2 separate regions of the Sus scrofa genome follow, and region 2 is linked to region 1. The links are chromatin contacts, called in public promoter capture Hi-C maps. All regions are on one chromosome and are shown on one strand. Each heading gives the region's core, a stretch centred on a gene start, on an enhancer-like site or on the middle of the called end of the contact. The rest is flanking DNA. Distances are from core to core; before and after follow the strand shown.

Evidence for each region. Promoter capture Hi-C pulls out the DNA fragments that hold promoters and counts their contacts.
Region 2: a contact with region 1 is called in a promoter capture Hi-C map of liver, with 2.9 times the contacts expected there. The contact joins the promoter of ATM here to the promoter of ACAT1 in region 1. A contact is called at or near these places in 2 of 5 promoter capture datasets (fetal liver and liver), 4 of 47 Hi-C or Micro-C datasets (heart right ventricle, liver and skeletal muscle) and 1 of 2 datasets of contacts at active chromatin or transcription factors (alveolar macrophages).

The regions. Positions count from the first base shown.
Region 1 is chr9:36,523,816-36,526,515 of Sscrofa11.1, reverse strand. ACAT1 (acetyl-CoA acetyltransferase, mitochondrial) reads right to left here and starts at 1,250. Exons shown (of 11, transcript XM_005667302.3): 1 at 1,085-1,250. The coding sequence starts at 1,153. It overlaps LOC102164598 (endogenous retrovirus group 3 member 1 Env polyprotein-like), which reads right to left. Exons shown (of 2, transcript XM_021062740.1): 2 at 2,357-2,700.
Region 2 is chr9:36,619,250-36,621,949 of Sscrofa11.1, reverse strand. ATM (ATM serine/threonine kinase) reads right to left here and starts at 1,292. Exons shown (of 64, transcript NM_001123080.1): 1 at 1,045-1,292; 2 at 600-785. It overlaps LOC100627195 (protein NPAT), which reads left to right and starts at 1,435. Exons shown (of 18, transcript XM_021062741.1): 1 at 1,435-1,675. The coding sequence starts at 1,639.

The DNA.
Region 1 (2,700 bases), core at 1-2,500:
ATCGACAACATCTGTTTGATTGTAAGCTCTTAATTAAACCATAAATTAGGAAGGTTCTGCACTTGGCTTTTGTATTTATTTCGTACAAACTTAAGACTACCTAGTTCACTTAATTCACCTACTCAACGTTGGCAGAAACCCACTTTGACCTAATGACATTTTTTGTGATTTCCCAAGTCATTCCTGAAACTAACAAATATGCTAAAAACCCATCTCTCCTGGAAATCCACTCTTCTATTATCTCAGTCACTCAAGATTAATTTTAGACTTCATTTTCCCTTGGCTCCCCAGCCTCACTCTGTATTTGTCAAGTTCTACGTTTATTCTTTTTCAATCTCTTGCATCATGCTGCTCCTTTTCCACTTACTGCCAGCACTTCAGTTCAAGTTACAACCCAACTAACTGACAAAAGAGTTTTCTCCCCACTTCAATTTTCCCAGACCTCTATTTACGACAAAAACAAAGGCGTCAATAGTCCTCACTGACTTGCGTCAAATCCAAACTCTCAAAATCTGAGTGGACTTTAAAGTGTACATCACCTTCACCTTCTATGTATTCCTTGGGTTTTGCAGACCCTGTGCACAGGTGCTTGGTGCTCTGAGTGCAGATCCTTTCCAGCTCGCCACCCGCGTCTCCAAAGAGTAGCCAAAGGAGAAAAAGGCTCTGGACTCCCTCGGGCGTGAGTCCCACTCAGGAAGAAACCGAGTTATTGTCCCTGATAGGTCTGGAGTTGTCCGGGGTCAGGTTCTATTATCACATAGTGCCTCCACGGTGTATGACTAATGGGGAAACAAAACCTGCCCAAGATAACGCTCACAACCGCCTTTTACAGAAAACCTGGAAAACAGCTTTACGGATCTTCGCTGCCCGTCTGCAAGGCCAGAACAAAGCCCGGCCTCCCCTCTCGGTTGGACCCAGAAATCAGTGGTTCCGACCCAGCGGAGTCCCCTCGAAGGGAACACTCGGGCCTAGGGGGGGCGCGTCCGCATGGAGACGGGGCGGGGGGGGCTCCTTAAGTCCGCACCGGGCCCCTTCCGGGCGCGAGGTCGCAGGCGGACAAGTTCTGGATCACAGCCCCCCTCACCTGCATCCGCCTTCGAAGCAGGAGGCTGCGCCCGCAGGCGCCGCGCACAAGGACCGACAGCACCGCCATGGTTGTAGGGCCCAAAACAGAGAATCCGTGACGGAGAGACGCAAGTGCGCACGGTGGGCGCGGAGCGTCCCCGCCCCCGTACAGGCTGCCTCCTCCAATAGTGGCCTCCGGCCCCCGCCCACCTTCTCCAATAGCGGCCTCTGACAGGCACGCCCTGCTGCGCCTCTACTTCCGTTCCCAAGTTTCTGACCTTCTGAGTGCAGTGGTTCACCCTTGACTTAGGCTTTTTCTGGTCACTGAGCCCCTCTTCTCTCCAAATGCAGAGAAAATTCATGAAAACATTTTTTTCTCTTTTTAGGGCCACACCCATGGCGTACGAAGGCTCCCAGGCTAGGGGTCGAATTAGAGCTACAACAGCAGCCTCCGCCAGAGCCACAGCAACAACAGATCTGCGCCAGCCTGCGACCTACACCACAGCTCCCAGCAACGCCAGATCCTTAACCCACTGAGCCAGGCCAGGGATCAAACCTGCACCCTCATGGTTCCTAGTTGGACTGTTTCTGCTGTGCCACAAGGGGAACTCCAGAAGTTATACAAATTATCCAGGGTCACAGAACAAGCAATTAGTGACAGAACTACAGTTTGAACCAGGCTCCCTGGTTGCCTGGTCTAGTATCTTAACCTCTACACTAGTTTTGCCTTAACAACAGTCTTGCCTTCTTTAGAAGTGTTGCGGAAACCGCAAAAAACTGTGGCAACGGAAGGAGACAAGCAGCACTCGGAGATATGGAAAAGCAAGGTTTATTCAGCACCGGTGCGGGCTCAGAGGAGTCACCTCCAGAGTCTGAGCACCAGGTCTTTGTTCTCAGTAACTTTTATACACTACAAGGTCTTGATTTTTCCATGTAAGCATCCCGGACCTCCCCCATCCCCAAGCAGACAGTGTTCCTCCCTAAGAAACTGAGCAAGCAAGGTTACAGAAGCAGAACTGATAAGCAATGTTGGGTACCTGATTAGCAGGGCTGCTGGCTTGGACAGAGAGCACACAGTTGTTACATTATTACAAGAAGGGTGGCATAGTAATTAGCACAGCTGGAAAGGCTTGCAGCTGCCTTCTTAGCCAAGGGGGGTTTGTTCTTTAGCTAAAACTCTATTTCATTCCCCCCTCTTGATGTTCAGGGCGCATCTGCACCCTTTACAGATCATCATCAGTCATAACCCTTTGATAGCCTCTAATAAGTAGCAGGTGGGAGGCTGTTTTTCTTTCAACCATGGTTTTTATAAAACCTTTTATAATATTTATCAGGAGAGGTACAAGGCAGGGAACAAGTAGGCACCCTGCGAGTATAACCATGACTATTCCAACCATTGTCTTAATTCCTCCCAACCAAGAGAACCATTTACCAAAGAGACTGTCTGCATCCCATCCTTTCCAAGTTTGTACAGGCTGGTTTAGTCATGCGGTCAGCAATTTCCTCTATCACCTTTCCAGCATCATCTATTTGTAGACAACAATTACTTAAGTTAAATTTTCCACAAACCCCTCCTTCAGAAGCAAGTAAATAATCCAAGGCCAAGCGCTTTTGGTAGATTGCACTGCGCATTTT
Region 2 (2,700 bases), core at 43-2,542, 95 kb before region 1:
CAATTATCATTATTCCCTTCTTTTCTGTTTCGCATCTCTTTTAATGGTTCTTTTTCCACCCACACCTGAAAGAATATCCTTGTCTCCTTGCTTCTCAATTTTCTCCCAGTTAAGACCATATCCCAGTAAGAGCATATGTTCAACATGTTGAAAATGCCCAAATGTACTTCATTACATGCAGGACCTCTCTCTTCTCCTTTTTTTCCATTTTTTAAAGTTTTATGGAAGGACAGTTGATTCACATGTTGTGGTAACTTCTGCTGTACTGCAAAGTGATTCAGTTATACATGTACACACATCCATTCTCTTTCCATTTCTTTTCCAACATAGATTACCACAGAATATCGGGTAATGTTCTCTGTGAGGCTCTCCCTAGAGCTTCAGGAACCTTCCACACGTTATGCCTTCATATGCATTTACCCTTCTGTCTGTAAGGCTCCCACCTCCCTCCAGGGCAGTTTAACACTGAAATCTCACTGCAAACTGAAACTGATTCTCCCAGGCCGTTTCCACAGAACTTCATTCACTCCTCTTCCATCACAATGTTCTTCTATCACATTATCACTCTGAATTGTAACAGTCTTTTTACTTCTCTGTACCTGGTAAAAAACAGCAAACACTCTTGAGTGGTGACACAGGATAGGATGATGACGAGATAGATGGTACAGCGAGATCACACAGCCAGCTGACAGAACCCCAACTCCGGGAGTGTGATTCCAGAGCCCAAGCTCTTAACCACGAAACTTCAGTTTAAGCCTCAACGAATCACTCGTTGACTTAAACTACTAATTATGACAGGGGAGAAAAAGATGATTAGTTAAGCCATCTAGTTAATTTCTGGGCACAGAGGCAGGGGACGCACAGGAAGGTTCAAGGCTAAGTCCACCAGAGGCACGAAAAGAGAGCTGGAGAAAGCAATGAGTACCAGAGTCCCGTCAAGATGAGGTGGGGAGAGGAGTAAAGGGGCGCATATGGGGGCTGGGACAGAGCGGCCCGGAGGCATCTTAATTCCCCAACGCAGACGCCACTACACGGCTTACGCACCAAGACGGCTGGACTGGACAACCAAGTGGAATCCCTGGTGGCGGCGTAGCCGCAGACCAAATCCCCGCTCCACTCCCAGCAGCAGCCCGAGCCACCTGTCCACGCACTGATCCCGCTTCCGACCAAACTCAGCGTGGCCACGCAGCGTGCGTCCCGGGCGGAAGCGGTAGAGGTGCGGAGCGTTCGGGTACGGTCCGCCCACGCGCGCCGGACACCAAACACTCTCCCAAAACACCGGGCTCGGAAGGGAACGCGCCTGCGCACTGTCTGCCAATGGCATGCGACCCTGCAGCCACGCTCTCCCTGCGGCTTGGTCTCCAACGCTCGCGCCCCGCCTCCTCGCCCCCTTGACCCCACCCGCCAAACGTGAGCACGGAAATGACGTCAGTGCCAGGGAGAACGGAGGCGGGTTTCATTTCGGCGCCTTTCTTTCTCCCGCGGAAGCGATTGGCTGGCGTGGAGCAAAAGAGGCGGGACAAATTGCAGCGGGGTTCAGTGCCGCCACCGGGACCGGGAGATGCGGCGCAGGAGCCGTCGCTGTTGGCTTTTACCTGAGTCTCGTCTCTCACTGCGGGTACTCCTGCGGCTTGGATCATGCTGCTACCCTCGGACGTAGCCCGGCTGGTATTGGGTAAGCGTTGACGCGGTAGAGAGGGAGACCGGACCGGGCTGAGCTGGACGGAAGGACCCTCGGGGCCAAAGGTTTCCCCAGGGAGGGAAGCTCTGGGGCTTTGCCTCCCCGTCTCCGAGTTCAGGCTGGCGGTGGTTCTTCAGCCGGGGGCTCGGGCGGTTCGGGCTTTGTGTGTGGACACTCCTCTCCTTCGAGGTTGCGTGATGAGGAGAGGCTGAAGGAAGCCCGGAGTGGAACACCTGAAGCCGGGATTGGAGGGAAAGTCAGGCCTACACTTAATTAGGACCCTGCCGGGAAGCTGCTACGTGATGCACCGACGGCTTCACCTTGGCACACTGCACTTTGTCAGAATTGGGACCAAAGTAGGAAAGAGAGGGACTTCCCCCAGCCCCCTCCCCCCAGCTTTGTAGAAAGACATTCCTGACGCCCTTCTCGTAACTCGCCCTTAGAACTGCGAATTTGGGACGAATGGGTGATCTTCCTTCCTTATCCCGTCCCTCCGCAAGAAGTCGTCCAGTGTAGAGGTTTGAAACGCTAATTGCATACTTTCTGACGGCAGCAGCTCGGGTTCTTTTAATTAACAAGAATTTTCACAGGGGAAATGCCTTCCATTTGAACATTTCTAGTCCTAGTTAGTTTTTCCTCATTTTGAAAACAGTTTAGTTCCACGGCCAGTTGTCAGGGTACATTGTATGGGAAACGGGTTTTGTTATTTGTCGTCTGAAAGAATAGAGGATTGTACTGCTAGGAATGAAAGCCACATAAAGCTTAAAACTCGAGCCAGTGATTTACAGGCATCGTATGTAAATGGTAAACATCTGTAATGAAACTTCCCATGGAATCTACAGCCATTACTTTATTGTCACAAAATCCCATTTCTTGCTACTTTTTAAAGAACTCAGCCCTGCCCCTCCCCTCCAGTGGCTTTCGTGCACAGGTTTCTGATAAGTACATTTTACAGAAAACATTAGAGGGTAATCTGTTTTTGGAGAAAATAGTGACTTATACTAGTATTTTGTTAATGT